Regions from separate parts of the Rattus norvegicus genome. Here region 1 is linked to region 2. A link is a contact called in public Hi-C data. All regions are on one chromosome and are shown on one strand. Each heading gives the region's core, a stretch centred on a gene start, on an enhancer-like site or on the middle of the called end of the contact. The rest is flanking DNA. Distances are from core to core; before and after follow the strand shown. Region 1 overlaps Cadps (calcium dependent secretion activator). Region 2 has its middle 180 kb from the start of Cadps.

The links. A called contact is a pair of places that touch in the nucleus more often than the background predicts.
Region 1: a contact with region 2 is called in a Hi-C map of frontal cortex, with 4 times the contacts expected there. The contact joins two enhancer-like sites. A contact is called at or near these places in 2 of 12 Hi-C or Micro-C datasets (frontal cortex and liver).

Annotation. Positions count from the first base shown.
Region 1 is chr15:14,966,243-14,971,084 of GRCr8, reverse strand. All of the region lies in intron 6 of Cadps (calcium dependent secretion activator), which reads right to left. Among named protein-coding and RNA genes, the nearest start is that of Fezf2, 240 kb to the left of the region's middle. Within about 2 kb of position 2,149, at least 13 of the 93 cell types and tissues checked have an H3K27ac peak or open chromatin away from gene starts, as enhancers often do.
Region 2 is chr15:14,540,796-14,545,531 of GRCr8, reverse strand. No RefSeq gene overlaps it. Among named protein-coding and RNA genes, the nearest start is that of Cadps, 180 kb to the left of the region's middle. Within about 2 kb of position 2,416, at least 6 of the 93 cell types and tissues checked have an H3K27ac peak or open chromatin away from gene starts, as enhancers often do.

The sequences.
Region 1 (4,842 bases), core at 900-3,399, 430 kb before region 2:
AAGTGCAAGGCTTCTGTAAGGCAAAGGACACTGTCTTTAGAACAAAATAGCAACCAACAGATTGGAAAAGATCTTTACCAATCCAACATCTGATAGAGGGCTAATATCCAATATACACAAAGACCTCATGAAGTTAGACTCTAGAGAGCCAAATCACCCTATTAAAAATGGGGTACAGAGCTAAACAAAGAATTTTCAGCTGAGGAATGTGCACCTCTTTCGTAATCACCTGAAATCAGAGACTTTTTTTTTTACAGCAACAGAATGCAGATGCACACAGCAGAGTTAGCTAGGTCTGTTGTTCCTATGTGATCTTTGGTTCTAGCATCCCTTAGGTCTAACTGTGCACTTTATAAGAGCCATAAAAGTACTTTTGATGTGCACCTCCTTTCCTGTTCATAGTTGACACTTCCCCACGTAATATCTGTGTTTCATGTCCTGCTCTCTGCTCCTGTCTCTTTGAGGGGCTTTGCAGAACCCATGAGCACGCCACTGTACCGAGAGACTGCTAAAGGGTGCACCTTCTGGTTTGAGGTGGTGAATACGGAGTATTCTGTTGGCTTTGTTTGTTTCCTGTGTCCGGCAGCAGGAAGCCTATGCTGCCCAGTTGGAACCCTGCATTTGTGTCCTTTGTAAAAAGAGCATTTATTATTTATTGGGGCTGGTGATCTCCTTTACCTCTTGAGGGAACTGAGATATGTTTCTATTATTTTGCTTTATTTAACCCCACTGGAAAGAAAACCACTCAGCCAGACAAATCCAGACCCTCCTTTTGGAAGGACAAGATGTCAAACAGGCATGAACGGCTACTGTCATTTAGAGGCTGCTTAGGAACACGAATGGAGGTTCATGTGTTAGTGCTTTAATTCAGCCTTATTAAACTGGCTTGGGAAGGGGCTTTCACTGCTGTTGTGGACACATTGAGACTTGCGGGGTAAGTAGCTTGGTTAAGGCCATTCACCTACACAGCAACTAAGACGATGATTGTAATATTGTTGAACTTGTTCAGTCAGTAGTCAGCATGGTAGGAGCCATTGTAAATACTGTGCTGTTTAACCGTTCCGACAAACTTACAGAGCAGACATTGATACTATTCCCGCATTATAGGACTGTAGAGTAAGGTTCAAAGAAGTTAGACAAAGGCCTCTGTGGGGTTTAAGTCCAAGCCGGTGTTAATGTAGCTCTCCTCCATGGGGTTGTAGTCCATGCCCGTGTTAATGTAGACCTCAGTGGGATTGAAGTCCAAGCCCGTGTTAATGTACCTCTACTTACCTACTGAGAGTTGAGCTTGCACTAAGTGAATGCACCTTGCTCCGAAATACACAAATCTGGAGCTCCAGTTAGAGCTGGCTGCCATCATCTGCTTCTGGATTGATCTCTCAGCTGTGGGCTTGGCCAGAAGCCCTTACCCACTGCAGCAGTTCTAGAACAGGAGAGAAACTCGCCTCCCTTTACTCCCTCAGGATGCAGGCGGTGGACTGGAGGGAGCAGTCGGCTGAGAATGAGGCAGCTACATTCCTATTCTCAGGTCTATTTCTGAAATGCTGAGTAAGCCTGTCCCTCCTCTGCTATGTCACTGAATGTGAAAATGCTGACTATGGACGAGATGAATGAACAGACCCCCTTCTTGGCCTAGCAGCTTCACCCCAGTCACTGGATCTCTGTCCACGCAATGACAGATTTCCTTAGGCAGTGTGGATGGATGAAAGTTCTAGTCAAATCCACAGAGGCAGGAAAGCCAGAGACGCTTCTTAGAAGTGAACTCTCAGTGATCTGTTCTGGGACCTGCCTGTTATCTAAGTGGAGGGATGGGGTAAGGAGAGAGGGGTACCAGGAGGTTGTTGGGACAAACGACTGCCCACAGGAAACAGAGTTGCCGATGTCACAGAGTCCTACCAGAACACTAATCTCAAAGCATGAAGTGCTCCCCCAAACTCTCCCTTTTGGTTTAAGTGGTGGCCTCATGGTCTCTGGATGTCAAATTCTCCTCGTTGGTAATAGCTCTCCACTTTTACGTAAGTCCGACTCCCCCACACACTGTGTCTTTCTGGAAAATTCCAGCCCTTATTCATCTCACTCTGCCAGCCATCTGTGTGATGTGGTTACTTCCCACTTGCCTATAATTGCTTCCCTGGTGCTGCCTTGGCCTGTCACGTGGTCTGTAGGTCCAGGGAATGTGGCTTGTCCAGGAGGCCCTCCCCGTTATCTCAGACGACTTGGGACATGAAAGAAAGACAAAATAAAACGACTGACTTTTTGAACACCCTTCACGTTCAACCACAAAGATTGGTTGTATTCTTTTAATGTGGAACGTTCAGGAGCAGGAATATTGCGGCCAGCTAGAAGAACTGAACACCATTACTAGACTCCCTTCCCCTCAGCTCCCTTAAGTCCATATGCATAGGCAGGTAGGATTATTTTCCACAACATGATACTTACATGCCCTCCAGCTTTAGCTAGGATTTTAAAAGTAGACAATGGGTGTTGATCAAGTTTTAAAATGCATTGACGTATCTTCCAAAGGATCAGTCGCTTGTATATTTTTAATGGATTCTGATTCCTTCTTATATGATTTTTCACTACTTAAACCATAACCAAGGATACAAACGTGCTAGGACCTGTGAATAATTTCATCTTTGTAAGGGAGCGTGAGACGTATGTAAAAGAAAAAACAAAGCAAAAATTGGAAACCAGGGAGTTATGACAGGATGTAGCCACTAGATGGCAGGCTTAGGCTGTAAATGCTTCCCTCGCTTTGTCATTGGTCAACTTCCAGAGAGTGCTACAATTCGGCTATGGTGCATTTGAATTCCACATGCCCAAGTATATTTCCATTTACTGCAGCGACATTTTAGCTAAGAAAAAAAATTCAGCCCTTTAGAAATCTTTAAGGACACAGCGAGCGTTCTGCATTCTTAGCTACTATTTGAATCCAGTGAGTTAACTGACTAATACAGGGGTACTTAATAAAATCCATGGGGTTCTTGATTTGTTTATTTAGAGCAGAACAATATATAAAAAGCGCACGTCCTTCTTTGGAGGAGAGCCCCACACTTGAGGGCACCGTGAAGTTGCTTCTGAGAATGCGTCTATGTGACAGGGCTCTGTCCCTGGTTAATGACTCTGAACCCACAGAGACAGACACTAGGTGCAAACGGGGCCACCCCAGGCCTTATTCTCCAGCACCTGAGCAGAGCACGAGGCTCTGAGAAGGAACTTGCTTTTTCTTTATTGGTGGCTGGTAACTCCTTCATGGTTAATGAATACTGAGACCCAATACCCCACTTTCTGGATTGAAGCCCTTTAATCATCTTTTACTCTTAGATGCCCTCAGGAAACGACCTTGACCAGAATGAATTTGTATTCATTCGGCCCCTTAAGATAATAGAAGTCGAGGATCATCTGAGCTTGATTGGTTGTGCCTTGCTAGGCCCCTTGCTCCTAGCTGTACCTCACTTGCCAACTTTTTATAATTTTTTTTAAGATTTCATTTTTTATTTTATGTTTATGTGTAATTTGCATGACTGTATGTAGGTGCACCATGGTGGCCAAAAAAGGACATTGGATGCCCTGGGATGTTGTGAGCTGTCAGGAGAGTGCCTGGAATTGGGACCTGTGTTGTCCGGAAAAATATCCAGAACTGTTAACCACTGAGCCAACACTGAACGGATGCACCCTTGCACACATGAACACACGTATGCACGTCACACATCCCGCCCCCCCCCCAAATGTTGTTGCCGTCACAATTTTTGAAGAGTAAAAAGGCATCAGTATTAAAGTGATGGTTTTCTGAGTCGTCCCTCAGGCATCCAGATCTGATGACAGAGGGGTAAGAACGAGGAACACAGACCCTAACTTCGCCATTTTCTGAGCACCTGTTTCATCCAGTGAATGGAAACATACAAATGCCTTGAGATAGCGGATAAAATGAATTAATGGCTACATCGATGGTTTTCCAAGGAGGAGGATTGTCCTTCTCTCTCTGCAGACATTTAGTGTGTCTGTTGGCACTTCCAGGTGGTCACCACTGGGGTACACACGTTATTAGCATCCACTTAGCCTGTGTTCTGGACTCAGCTTTCCTTTCTCGTCTTCAAGAGCATTTTAGAACTTGTTAGACTTTGAGGGTGACGGCAACCTCCTTGCAATCAAGAATTAACTGCCCCTCCAAATCTGAGTCCTGGAGAGCCTGAGAAACCCTGGTCACCTCTTCCAACTTCATCCACAGAGCTCCGGACAGAACTAGGAGCTGCTGCTCTCTGCTGAGCTGCTAGGATAGCATGGCTGGCCCTGCATCTCTGCAGCCTTGCTCCCAGACTTCCCCCTCTGTCCTTACACACTCATCCAGCTGCAGATGTTGGAGGATTGCATCAGAGCACCCATCTGTCTTAGGATGGGGATAGTAATGACTTTTGCTAACACAGCTTTCCATAGAACTGTTTAAGACAGGCCTGGTAAGATTTCTTTAAAAACCCCTCACAAAGCATCTCCAACCTCTGGTCGAGTGTGTTTTAGAGACTCAGCTGCCCTCCTCTTTTCAAATGTTCCTGGTTGCTGCTTTGCTGAGACCTTTGGATACCAATGCACAGATTTGTCTTTTCTCAATATGCTCTTATTTCTTTTCCGTTTGCCAGGGCAAGATAGCCATGGTCCTGACACCATAGTCATGATCCCTTCACCCACCCCAAGGAAATGAGGATCGTGGTAACTCTGTTGTTCCTCTTCACTCAGTAGGATTCAGGGTCACAGTGGAAACACATCTCTGCAAAAATCTATGAGGGGTTTTCAAGATTAGGTGAACTGAGGCAGAGACTGCTCCCTTCTGTGTGGTAGCACCTTCCT
Region 2 (4,736 bases), core at 1,167-3,666:
AGTCCTTTTATAAAACGTATTAATAACTTTCTGAAGCCAATTAGGCATGCCTTTATGCTCATGGTGATGGAGCCTCCCAGTAGGGCACGAACCATCTACTAAGGCCATGAATTTCATGATACAATCTCAGTAGTCAAGAACATTTGTTACCTTTGTAGAGGACCCGAGTTCAGTTACCAGCACTCATACTTTGGCTTACAACCACACACAACCCAGTGCCGGGGGATCTGAAGCCCTCTTCTGAATTCTGTGGGCAGCAAGCATACACGTGACGTTTATATATACATCCAGGTAGAAGACACATGCATATAAAGTAAAATAAATAACTCTAAATTTTAAAAAGCACAGAAAGTTGTTTTTAGGAGCAAAGTGAGTTCCCAATGGTAATTTTTTTCTGGCACTCCCAAGAAAGCAACAGAGAAGAGCATCTAGGCATCCATCTATAGGAACTCCCTCCTTCCCTTTCTCCCTCTCTCCTTCCCTCCCTCTTTCCTTCCCTCCCTCAGTCATGTTATGCACCAGATTTATTTGAATTTTGTTTCTATTTTATTTCTAGAATTTTATTTCTACTCTTTTTAATTAAAATTTTATTATTAAAAAAAACCCTGGAAATAAATACATTCTTTCAACAGTTTTTTTTCTTTCTCTGCTTGTGAAAGGAGCAAAGTGTTGGAGTTTCTATTTACTCTCTTGGCTCTTCTGAAAGCCTATTAATCAGGATGGAGGGTAATCAATAGAATCCAAAATAGGATGCCCTACACCCCCATCAGATCACTGTAAATAGGCACACATTGCAATTATCATCAGAAGGATTTGTTACATCTGAGAGTAGATGAAGAAGGGAGAGACTGAGCATGGGAATTAAATCCCCAAGTCATTTCTCACTGGTTCTCTTGTGGCGTAAACCTCCAGGTCTGCCTGGGTTTGGCTGGGCTTTTTCCACTTCTGTCTTGTTCCTAAGAATAGAATTTCTCTTCTTGCTCTGATGCGTTCCGCATAATAAACACACTCTTTGCACTCTCTATGACTGTTTTAGCACAATAACATTTTAATTTCAGTCTCTTCCTTCCCTACCGCCTTCTTATTCGCAACGAGCTGGGTTGAGTGAATGTCTCAGAGTGATGGTAAAGATATAGTAATAAAGTCTCTATCTCCTGATTTATAGGCAAGAGCACTTGGTCAGGTTTACAGGTCATAGATATGGAGGAGTCCTTGGTTTAATTCTTTAGATTCTTATTTGGAGCCCCTTTGTTGGCAATATATCTGAAGGCAAGTATTAGCACTCTCTTTAAGATCAACGTTAAACATGGCAGCAGTCTAGGACCAGTCCAAACAAACACACACGAGGACTCACTTTGGGCTTTCTAAGCAGAAGGCCTTTAGACAAATGTTAATGTGCTGTAATTTATATGGAAACAGGACAGAAATCACTAGTAGAAGAGTGAGAGGTAAGAAAGCCAACAAGATACACTTTCAGACACTCTATACGGGCAGAGGATCCCAGTATCCTTGAGGAGCTGAGAGATGGTGCTGGCAAATGCATCACATGATGGGAGAGGTCCTGTGATGTGGAAAGAGCTTGAGATTGGTACTCATCAAAGGTCATCTGACACTGGACAAGGGCTGCACTGAAGGCATTCAGTCTCCAGCCTTCTGTCTGGACCTGCAAGAGTGTGTTTCCACACAGCTAGGTGAAACCTCCTCAGACAGGCAGCCTTTACTGTGAGGAGATTCTCACTAACGGTATATACACAGAGTACCAGACAAACCTCCTATGGTGAGTCATGTGACTATCTAGGAAATAGGGGTGGGGTGTAAAAGGGCAGAGTAATGCCTATTAGAAAGTGGTTTGAAGGGCAGGTCACGCTTGTCCCAGGACATGTTCTTTCCCAAGAGATTCAGTGACTTTGAAAATGTAGACATTATAGAACAATCACGTCAGGTTTAATCAGTGACCAAATTCATGTTCTTGAACTATCAGCAAAATAAAAATAATAATTCTGGGTTTGCGTCACATCACAGAGTTAGGGCACTGGAGCCCAGAAGACAGAAAATAGCTTCAGTTTTATGAGCTCTTTGAATTTGAAAATACTTAGGTGTTTCTTTTCTCTCTGGTAACCATATATTTCCTATAATGTGGAAATGGCTTATTTTTATTACATTAACACTTCTAAAATATGTAAGATGTGATTGTCTTATTTCACCCATGACTGATTATATATATCAGTGTATATGTATGTATGTTATGTATATATTATATATATATATATATCTCCCCTTCACATATGAATGTTCAGCAGATAGCAGTCAAATAGGCAAATGCTCATTATAGAAACTAGAATGCAAGGATTCCTGGTGATTGAGTGACTCACACTTTAGTATGAATAAATTTGTCAACTCTTTTCCTCTAAGGAAGGAGGAACAGATGCAATCATAGAACACTGAGAGCCAGGGGGAAGGAATGGATAAAAATGGAACAAAGATCTGTTCTCGCCAGCTACAAGATTTTACATCTGCAAAATGAGGACATACTCAGCACCTGATGTTTCTGCCTGTCTGGTTAAGTTTCCACTGGATGCTTCACCTTGAGATTCTGTTAGGAAATCATCTATTACCTGTTTCACTGTGCAATCCAAGCTGCTTGTGAAGACTTCACTTACACCTCACCTGATTGTAGCTTTCTATCATCTCATGGGGAGTGTCTACGTATTAATGACCAGAGAGAAACAGAAGATCAAAGGAGAAAAAGAGGCACATTCTACAGTTCTTTTTTTTTTCTTCTTTTATTCAGAGCTGGGGACCGAACCCAGGGCCTTGCGCTTGCTAGGCAAGTGCTCTACCACTGAGCTAAATCCCCAACCCCACATTCTACAGTTCTTAGTCATGCTCTAGGATCCACCTGTGACTGTAGCTCCTACAATGGACATGACTTACCCCCTCATCAGGCAACTTTCTAAAATAGTTTTTACTAGAAACAAAGAGACTTTGATGATAAAAATGAGTTTAAAACTAAGTCATATGCAAAGAAAATTGAACCCGTGGTTGTCTGAAATAACTGGATCAAAGTCCTTGCTCCACTACTGGCTGAATGGATGAAAGATGTCCTGTGTCTTGCAGTGTCTGTCTTCAGTCTAAGTATTGCCCCAGAGAACACAGAGTGACTTTTACATAAATAGGCTCTGAGGCGTAAATAAATACTAAGAGAACTTTGTAAGAATATATTTAATTAAAAAAATGAACGTTTTCTTTTCTGTTGGATATTTTCTTTACTTACATCTCAAATGCTAACTCCTTTCTTGATTTCCCCTCTGGAATTCCCCCATCCCTTCCCCCTACCTCTATGACAGTGTCCCCTAACCCCAATCTCTCCTGTCTCCCTACCCTGCCTCTCAGGAGACAGCTATATCAGGCTTCTGTCAGCATGCACTTGGCATACACAGTGTTGTCTGGCTTTGGTGTCTGTCCCCGGGTAGGGCCATCTCTGGATGACCTTTCTCTCAGTTTCTGCTCCACACTTTGTCTCTGTATTTCCTCCAGGAAATATTTTGTTCTTTCTTCTAAGAAGGACTGAAGCATCACTCTTTGGTTTTTCAACTTCTTGAGTTTCGTGTGGTCTCTGGATTGTATCTTAGTGGTTTGGTGTCTGACTCTGGGTGGCCATCCTCTCCAGCATCTGTTGTCACCTGAGTTTTTGATCTGGTTTGAATGAGTTGAGTCAGATCTGGGTTCTGACTGGTGTGAGGCAGGATCTCAGGATTGTGTTTCTCTGATGACTAAGGATGTTGACCATTTCTTTAGGTGCTTCTCAGCCATTCAATATTCTTCAGTTGAGAATTCTTTGTTTAGCTCAGTCTCTCATTTTTTAACAGAGCTATTTGATTCTCTGGAGTCTAACATCTTGTGTTCTTTGTATATATTGAATATAAGTCCTCTATTGGATGTAGGATTGCTAAAGATCTTTTCCCAATTTGTTGGTTGCTGTTTTGTCTAATTGACAATATCCTTTGCCTAACAGAAGCTCTGCAATTTTATGAGGTCCCATTTGTTGATTCTTGATCTTAGAGCGTATGCCACTGGTGTTCTGTTCAGGAAAATTTCCCCTGTGCCCATGTGTTAAAGGCTCTTCCTCACTTTTTCTTCTATTTGTTTCAGTGCATCTGGTCTTATGTGGCAGTCCTTGATCCACTTGGACTTGGACTTTAAGACTGTCTTGGTTTTCACCTACCAAGGGACTGTTGGAAAGTCTCAAAATCTTCTTTCAAAGTTCAGCCTTAGAAGTGCACTGCATATGGGGATGCTCAAGACCTCCTTGGCTAAGTTCTACTTTCTTATTGTCTTGGCATTTGAGAGAATCAGAGAAGCTTTTGACTTCTAGGAAGGCGGTCAATACTCTTTACATTGAGGTACATAGAATACAGAAACTGCAGAGCTGAAAGTTGAAACACCTGCATGTTCTGAAGATTGACACTATAGCTTGTCTCATCCTATATAGTTGTCAGTACTGTGGCCATACTTACTAAATTCAGAAGTAGTCTAGTTCCTTCTCTTGAGCTTGGGGATTTCTCCATTTCCCACTTGTGCATAGAGCATAAATAAAAAATTATCACATGACTTCAAAGACCAAGAGCATTAGTTCTCTCTCCATGTCCCCATATAGGACAACACATTTAAGATGTCATCTCCCAAGACTATAGGAAGCCATATCACCAGATCACTGCGGAAGTGCAAGTGAGTGA